Regions from separate parts of the Sus scrofa genome. Here region 1 is linked to region 2. Evidence: chromatin contacts called from public HiChIP or PLAC-seq data. All regions are on one chromosome and are shown on one strand. The core of a region is the stretch at or near the end of the contact, and the rest is flanking DNA. Distances in the headings are between cores, read along the strand shown.

Region 1 (4,367 bases), core at 1,076-3,575, 85 kb after region 2:
CATGTGCACCGTACTGCCCACTCTTTTGGCCACTGGCTCACTGCTCCCTGAATACTGGCCACTGCTGCCCAAGGGGCCCTGCCTCAGGGTAAAGCAGCAGGCCTGGCCTGGGCTCTGGACCCGGGGTTTGGGGGCAGCGCTCCACGCTGGCCTCCCATCACATTCCTGAATTTGCCTGCTTTTACTGGCAGTGCCCTGCCGTCTGTGCAGCTCAGGCTGCTGGACTTGGTGGTTCTGTGACGTGATGAGGTTCTGAAACACTCCCTGCGCCCTGGAATCCAGCAAGTGGCGTGTACTGCTTAGAAATGGAACTCGGGGTCCTGGCACATTCAGTGTGTTGGTACATTCACTGTGCTGCCTGTGAGGCAGGCTGGCACAGCCTGTAGCTTCCCTGCGTGTGCTGTGGCCTGGCCCCCTCCCACCCCCTGCCGCTGCCTGGTGGTGGTTTGTTCTTGGGACCGTGACACACAGCCTCCATATGCAGCGTAGAAACTGTGCTGCCGTGTCTCAGGCCTCCTGCCACACACCGGTGCACACCCTCCCGAGAGACCCCTCCCCATCACCCCAGAACTGTCTAAGCCCTTTGCTCATGTCTGCAACCCTGGGGGCTGGTATTCAAGGCCCCCTCGCTCTTCAGACTGCTGATGGCCATAAATCTATCACAGAGTGTGGGGCCTGCCTGGCTTGGGGCTGGGAGCCTCATAGTCCCCTTGAGCGGGAGGAAGCGGAACAGGAATGACCCACTGAGCAGTGCCTGGCTCGTCAGGGCTAAACCTGGGATGTAGGTCCGGCGAGCTTAGCCCACTTCCTCCCAGAGCCACGTGGCCCTCTTTTTCGGACATTTCTGGCATAGTTCCTTTGATGTTGAGTCTGTGGCCCACAGGGACTGGTGGTCAGAAGACTGGCTGGGGAGTTCCCCCTGTGGCTCAGTGGGTTAAGGGCCTGATGTCTCTGAGGATGCAGGTTCAATCCCTGGCCTCCTTCAGTAGGTTAAGCTTCCAGCATTGTTGCACGTAGCTGTGTGGGTCACAGATGCAGCTTGAATTCGGTGTTGACATAGCTGTGGCATAGGCCCCACCTGCAGCTTCCATCCACCCCTCGCCTGGGAACTTCCAAATGCCACAGGTACAGCCATTAAAAAAAAAAAAAAAAAAAAAAAAGACCATCTGAGAACACTTGTGCACTCTGGGGTGTGGGGGTGGGGGACTCATTTCTAATTTCAAAGGCCAGGTAGGAATAGGTGTCAGAAAAGGTGAAGGACAGACTGCAAATGCCCCACTCGTGCTGTGTCCAACCCAGGAACACTGTGGGATTAGAACTTTTGCTACTGGTTCTTTGTGTTTTGCAGGTTTTTGCCTTGGTGAGGTCAGCTTAACTCAAGCTAAGAAAACATTTGGCAGCTGGACCCCCTCAGCTTGCCCTGTCTGGCCACACACTGCAGATGCCTCTCTCACTCATGGATGTCTGGCCTTGGAGACTTTCCCAGTGGCTTCTAGAAGGAGGCTGTGATTGACTGCAGGCACTTCTCAGGGTTGCTCTGGGCCTCTGAGTCTCATCCAGAGAGCTCTTGGGCCCTCTGGTCAGCACCTCTCACCGAAGCCTTGGAAGTCAGGGTTGGGAAGGAGAGGTGTTGGGCTCTGCCTTCACCCCGACCCCCAGGCTGATTGCTGATGAGCTGCCCCTCTTCCTGAGATGTGGTCAGGCATTTTCTTTACGGTCCTCTGCCCTCAACCCACAACAACTCTGGCTTACTCTTTGTCCCCACTGGCCAAACCAACGCATCCATAGACAGCATCAAGAGAGGGATACTTCTATCCGTGGTCGCGCTCAGACGCAGCAGTGCCCTGGGGATGTGGCAGGAGTAAGGTGGCTCAGCCGCTCAGAGCCGGAGCCCCAGCGCCGCGGGCGTGGCAAGACGTGAAGCTGTCCGACCCCCTGCTGGGCTTCACAGATCCAACCGCCCGTCGAAACCCTAGAAAGTGGCTTTAGGAGCGGACTGCCCGCTCGGAGGAGACGCGTTCTGATGGCCCCCGCCGTGGGGGAGCCGGCGCGGCCCTCGGAAGCACGGGGGAAGCGCGACGTCGTGGGTTTCCAGGGGAGGCCCGGGGGAGAACGGACGAGCGACAGGGTCAGGGCCTTGGGCTTCCCGCGTTTGGCTTTAAACGCTCTGGACCTTCGCCAAACCGCCCTGAGTCCACGAGCTTTACGCCAGCGGTCTGGCCCTCAGCCCGCTGCGCGGGACTCCGGCCGAGGGCCCAGCTCTCCGCCCGGCCCCGCCCCCGGCCCCGCCCCCGCCGCGCCCCCCGCCCCCGCCCCCGCCCCCGCCGCGCCGCTTTACGGCGGAGGCCGCGCTGAGACCGGAGCGGCCGTAAAGCGCCCCGCCTCCGGCACGGGCGCCGCGAGGCCGAGCTCCCTCTGCGGCCGGGCCTCCCGGCGACTCCCGCCATGGCCGGCCTCGCGCCGCGGGTCGAATACCTGGCGGGCTTCTGCTGCCCGCTAGGGGGCCTGGCTGCGGGCAAGCCCCGCGTGCTGTGCCACGGGGCGGAGATCTTCCTGTCCACCGGGAGCGAACTGGTCTACGTCTACGACCGCGACGGGCGGCTGCTGACCGTGAGGGCCGGGCGGGGCCGGGAGGAGGGCGGGGCGGGGCGGGGCGGGGCGGGTCCCGGGCCGCGGAAGGGAGGGGGCGGGGTCCCCGCGGCGGGGCTCGGCACGGGGGGGCCGGCGCCGCGGAGCAGTTCGTCCGCTGCCTCGGCGCCCCGCCCGACGCTGCCTTCTCCCCGGGCGCCCAGGCTGTGTACAAGTTTCCCGGCCGGGTGTGGCACCTGGAGCTCCTGGCCCTTGGCAGGGCGCTCTACGTTCTGTGCGCCCGGAGCGGTATCTACTGCTTGTCTTTGGACCAGGCCAGCAGGTGAGGTTGCAGGCGCCGCTGCTCTGGGCGGGCCCTCACTGGCCTCGCCGCGGTCGAGGTCGATATGGTCTCAGGTGGGCTTCGCGCTCTCCCTGACCGGTGTTTCCCTGCCGTCCTCAGACACTGCCTCTGGTGGGACAGGGGGTTCAGGCAGCCGAGTCTGCCCCCCGGAGCAGGGTGCTGCCCCTTTGGCCTTGGCGGGGCTGCCATGTCACACCTTTGAGGCGGGTCTCTGTGTACCTGGAGTCAGTGGCCAGAGGAGCCAGGCCCCCACCCCAGGTAGCAGTGCAGAGCCTAGATGCCGGCCCCTGCTCACGACTGGTTTAGCAAATAGAAAGGTAGCAGGTGTGAGTCACAGTGGAGGCCCGGGGTGGGGCGTGGGGGGCCGACAGTTCTGTTGCGAGGAGAATTTCCTGTCCAAACCCCGTTTCTGGAAGCCTTGGTACAACCTGTTGGGCATGTGCCCCCAGGTGACTGTCTGGGAGCTGGGCAGTCCATGGAGCAGGTGGGATCCCTCCCTGTGCAGACCCCAGACCTGTCGTGTCCTGGGCAGGTTGCCACGCAGGGAGCTTGTGACCAGCAGTTCCCTGTGTTCTCGAAGGTCTGTGAGCCAGGATGGCAGGAATGACAGGGACAACCAGGACGGTGAGGCCGGCGAGCCCCCTGCCCCTGTGATCCCTGTGGACCCAGGCGCCTGTGTCCTCCCTGATGCCACGCTGTGTGCCTTCACCGTGCTGGACAACGTGCTCGTCGCCCTGGCGCAGGGCCCCGCCCAGTGGAAGTTGCAGCTGTTTGAGCGTCCCTGTCCGGGGCAGGACCCCCGGCCCGGAGGCCAGATTGGTGAGGTGGAGTTGTCCACCTGCACCCCCCCATCTGGGAGCCTGGGGGAGCCCGCAGCCCCCTGCTTCCTCCCGGTGCTGTGCTGTGCATCACCGCCAGGCCCCGGGGTCCCTCACGGCCACGTGCAGGGCTCCGGGGGTGTCACGCTGGAGGAGGCCCTCTTTGGCTTACTCTTTGGAGCCGACGCCTCCCTCCTGGAGTCGCCGGTGATCCTCTGTGGCCTCCCTGATGGCCAGCTCTGCTGTGTGGTCCTGAAGACCCTGGTCACCTCCAGGTCAGCCCCTGGTGACCCGAAGGCGCTTGTCAAGATCCTCCATCACCTGGAGGAGCCCGTCATCTTCATCGGGGCCGTGAGGACAGAGCCACTGGCCGAGGCTACGGGGGACGCCCACTCTGACTGCCTGGTGGCACTCGGGCACCACGGCCGGACCCTGGCCATCAAGGCCAGCTGGGACGAGGTGGGGCACCTGGTGCCAGAGCTGCGGGAGTACTGCCTCCCGGGGCCCCTGCTCTGTGCGGCCTGTGGCGAGGGCGGCCGCCTGTACCACAGCACCCCCTCGGACCTCTGTGTGGCGCACCTGGCTCAGGGAGGCTCCCCTTGGGACCCCATGCAGCC
Region 2 (4,390 bases), core at 1,756-4,255:
CGTTGGCTTTGATTTCCTGGGGCAGGGATTCCACCAGCTTCTTCGCCTGCCAGAGAGGAAAGTCAGACCCGGGCCGGGCCGGGCCGCGAGGGTCCGCGCAGAGGGAGAGGGCTGCGCGCGCGCGGGGCTCACCTGCACCAGGTTGATGCCCTGGATGTGGCTTTTAATCTCCTTGATCAGCTTCACCTTGTCCACGGGCTTCGCCTCCGTCAGGCGGACGGTGAAATGCGTCTGCTCCTTCCGTTTGGGGAGGTCTTCTTCCGCGGCCTGGGGGAGGGGAGCGGCGGGAGGTGAGGACGGACCAGGGCGGGGCGGCTGCTCTGTCCCCGGAAGGCCGGCCAGCAACGCCTGGACTCCGGCAGAGGCCCCTGGGGGGCTCCCCACCCCCTGCATCCCTCCAGGGGCTGCTGGAAGGCTGCCTCGGCCCGCAGCCCCGGCCCCGCCTCCAGTGGCCACCTCCAGAGCAGCCGTAACTTAGGGAAGAACAGCACCCGAGGTGTTTACGGAGAAAACGACGCCAGGGACCAGCAGCACCAGAGATGCTGGGCTGCCAACCCGAATGCGACCAGCTCCAGCTGCACTGAGTGACCAACAGTGGAGACGACGGGGCGGGACGCGCTCCTGCCGCCCTGCGTGGGGACTGCAGCACCCCCACAGCAGGACCATGTGCCCCCAGCCCGGACTGCTCCTTGTTGACACACGCCCTTTCTTCTTAGAAGCTGTGCGGTTGTTCTCCCTCCCCGCCCCGCGCACCCAGCCTGCAAAGCCGGCTTCCAGCGCACAGCGGGGAGCAGAGGCTGGGGGCCATCAGACGCAGCTGGGACGGTGGCGGCGGCTGGGGGACAGGGCTTGAGGGCACCCCCAACTCCGTGAGGCTCAGGAAGCCCAAGAGCCAGGTGCGGCGTGCAGACCTGGGCATGACCTTGGGGACAGCTGTTTTCAACCCAAGTGACACAGACAGGAAAGCCCCCTGATTGCGTTTGCTGGGCAAACAGCTCATGGCAACGCAGGGTGCCCGTGGTCTCGGCGATGGCCGCCGCCGCCCGCCCGCGAAGGAGCCTGCCTTCGGCCTCAACCAGCAAGTGGCCTGTGGCTGCTGAGGCCGAGCCCAGGAGAACGTGTGAATCACGGCGCTTCTACGTGAACAAGTTTTTTGGAACAAAGGAAGCGAAAGTGGGAGTCCCCGTTGCAGTTCCGCAGGTTACGAACCCACATCCGATCCCTGGCCCCGCTCAGTGGGCTGAGGCTCTGGCGCTGCCGGGAGCTGCGCTGTAGGTCGCAGGCGCGGCTCGGATCTGGCGTGGCTGTGGCGAAGGGGTGTGGCTACAGCTCAGATTCGACCCCTGGCCTGGGAACTTCATGTACTGTGTGACCCTAAAAAAAAATTAAAAAAGAAAATCCTCAAACGCAAGATAGGTTTCTCCGTTCAGGACTCGCGGTTTCCACAACCGAGCCTTGAGCCGAGGATGCGGGGCAGCGTCCCCTCCTCCCCACTCTCTCTGGGATCGTGCCCTTGCAACCATCCCTCCTTTTCTCTTCTCCGCTGCCGGGGCTGCTGCTCCTCCGTGCGCTCTCAGGGGCCGGTGGGCAAGCCCGACATCCTCGGCGGGGAGGCCCCACATCGTGTGGGGCCGATGCAGGACCCAGATGAAGGGCGGGTGAGGAGAGAACCTGGCCACCCAAGGCGAGACCGGGTGGGAGCCAGGCACTAGAGCCACAGCCTATGCACGGCAAGCCCGGCCTGCACTCACCTCTGGGGCGGCGGCGGCAGGGGGAGCGCCAGGGGCCACGGCACCCATGGGCATGAACCCAACGTCCTGGATCTTCAGCGTTTTCTGCAGGACAGAGAAAAGCACTCTCAGAAGCAGGCGCCACACTGGATGTGCCTGGTCGCAGCAGGCACAGTCTCGAGGAGCCCCCCACCCCCCGCAAAGGGGCCACGAGGTGGGGCGCCTGGCCAGTACCTTCAGGAGCTCGTTGAGGTCTGAGATCTCCAGGAGCGTAAGGCTGGCAATGTCCTGAACCAGCTGCTGGATTTTGGGGGGATACTCCTTGGGGGCGTTATCCAGGGGGGCCCCAGCAAGAGCCTCCCCCTTTCGATGGCTGCTGCATCTCATCAACCGCACACCGCACAGTCTCGGTCCCTGGTGCCTGAATCCCGTTCAAACAGAGCCATCAGCCTGCACAAGCCAGGCACGCAGGTGCCTCAGGCTCAGATCTAGTTTCCCCGTCCGAACCCAGGGATCTCACACTGCAGGACCCACACAGCTAACAAAAGGGACTTCCAATTACTTTGGACTTTTTCAAAGACCTTAAAAACGCACGTAACTGTTTGCAAAACCGCTCTCTACAACGTTACTTTCGCTTTGGATAAGCTGCACCAATTTGTGGAGACTAGACAAACACTTGAAGGCGCTTTGCCACACAACGCCTTTCAGGACGTGGGGTTCTTGGCGGCCGAACGCCAGCCAGATCCACTCACGGGAGTCCCGCCACGTCACTGCGCTGCCGGGGAAACTGAGGCCCAGAGAGGAGCAGAAACCCGTCCAAGGTCATCCAGGGCCACGCCGGCACGCTCAGCGGCCCACGTGGTTAGGCGGCTGGCAGGAAGGACCCTTGCGCCCTCTACTCCTGCAGGGACCAGCCGCTCGAGGAGGGGGGCAGCCAGCCAGCCGCCCAAGACGCCGCCCCCACCTGCACCTGCAGTGTCCGGCCGAGAGCACCCACACTGCCCGTCCGCCCGGGCCTCGGCAGCCCGCGGTACCTGGCGACGCGGAGCGCAGCGGCCCGAAGCCCGAAACACGGCCCCCACAGGGAGCTTGCAGCCGCCGGCAGCATCGCTCCGCAGGCGGGAAGGTCACACGCGGGTCCCAACAGGAGGGACTCCCTAGCGGCCTCAGCCACCAGGCATTCAAGCTAGAAAGGACGCTCTAGCCGGCTGGACAGCCGAGCTGGGGGTAAGACGCTCTAGCCGGCTGGGTCGTCGGAAACACAAACTCTATCCTTCCGGACCACCGAGCATACGCGCTGCGGGAGGACTCTCTAGCCCCCGGAGCCAAAGGGCACATGCGCTGAGGGGAGACGCTCTAGCCGACCAGACGGCCGAGCATTAGCGCTGAGAGGACACTCTAGCTGGCTGGAGTATACGAGCGGAAGGCCGACCTTTTAACCAGCCGGACGGCTGAGCATACGCTTTGGGGGCGCTCTAGTCGGCGGGACCGTTGAGCCGAAGCGCTGGGGGGGATTCTCTAGCCCCCAAAACCAACAAGCATAAAAGCTGAGAGGACACTCTAGCCCCGAGAAGGAAAGAGCATACGAGCTGAGGGTCGACGCTCTAGCCGGCCGGACCTCCGAGCATACGCGCTGCGAGAGGACTCTCTAGCCCCCAAAACCAACGAGCATAAAAGCTGAGAGGACACTCTAGCCGGCTGGAGCAGACGAGCTGAGGGTCGACACTCTAGCCCCGAGAAGCAAAGAGCATACGAGCTGAGGGTCGACGCTCTAGCCGGCCGGACCTCCGAGCATACGCGCTGCGGGAGGACTCTCTAGCCCCCAAAACCAACGAGCATAAAAGCTGAGAGGACACTCTAGCCGGCTGGAGCAGACGAGCTGAGGGTCGACACTCTAGCCCCGAGAAGGAAAGAGCATACGAGCTGAGGGTCGACGCTCTAGCCGGCCGGACCTCCGAGCGTAGGCGCTGCGGGAGGACTCTCTAGCCCCCAAAACCAACGAGTATAAAAGCTGAGGGGACACTCTAGCCCCGAGATTCAAAGAGCATACGAGCTGAGGGTCGACGCTCTAGCCGGCCGGACCTCCGAGCATACGCGCTGCGGGAGGACTCTCTAGCCCCCAAAACCAACGAGCATAAAAGCTGAGGACACTCTAGCCGGCTGGAGCATGTGCGCTGAGGGTGTACGCTCTAGCCGGCCGGACCGCCAAGCATACGAACTGAGAGGACGCTCTAGTTTGCTGGAGCATACGAGCTGAGGGCCAAGGATCTAGCCCCTAGAAACAAAGAGCATACGAGATGAGGGTCGACACTCTAGCCGGCCGTACGGTCGAGCATATGCACTGGGGGGAAAACTCTCTAGCCCCTAGAACCAACGAGTTGAGAGGACACTCTAGCCAGCTGGAGTATACGAGCGGAAGGCCGATCTTTTAACCGGCCGGACGGCTGAGTGTACGAGTTGGGGGGCGCTCTAGCCGACCGGACCACGAGCATGAGAGCCGGGGCCCGATTCTCTAGCCCCCAGAACCAACGAGCATACGAGCTGAGAGGACACTCTAGCCGGCTGGAGCAGACGAGCTGAGGGTGGACGCTCTAGCCCGTCGGACCGAGCATATGAACTGGAGAACGACTCTCGAAGCCCCCAAAACCAAGGAGCATACG

Evidence for each region. HiChIP or PLAC-seq counts read pairs in DNA pulled down with a chosen protein or histone mark.
Region 1: a contact with region 2 is called in an H3K27ac HiChIP or PLAC-seq map of skeletal muscle. The contact joins the promoter of FAAP100 here to the promoter of MRPL12 in region 2. A contact is called at or near these places in 1 of 5 promoter capture datasets (liver), 3 of 47 Hi-C or Micro-C datasets (embryonic fibroblasts and fetal skeletal muscle) and 1 of 2 datasets of contacts at active chromatin or transcription factors (skeletal muscle).

What each region holds. Positions count from the first base shown.
Region 1 is chr12:1,286,046-1,290,412 of Sscrofa11.1, forward strand. FAAP100 (Fanconi anemia core complex-associated protein 100) reads left to right here and starts at 2,326. Exons shown (of 11, transcript XM_021066475.1): 1 at 2,326-2,610; 2 at 2,793-2,911; 3 at 3,513-4,342; 4 at 4,345-4,367. The coding sequence starts at 2,446.
Region 2 is chr12:1,200,812-1,205,201 of Sscrofa11.1, forward strand. It overlaps MRPL12 (39S ribosomal protein L12, mitochondrial), which reads right to left and starts at 3,006. Exons shown (of 5, transcript XM_021066454.1): 1 at 2,765-3,006; 2 at 1,965-2,151; 3 at 1,752-1,835; 4 at 133-267; 5 at 1-46. The coding sequence starts at 2,838.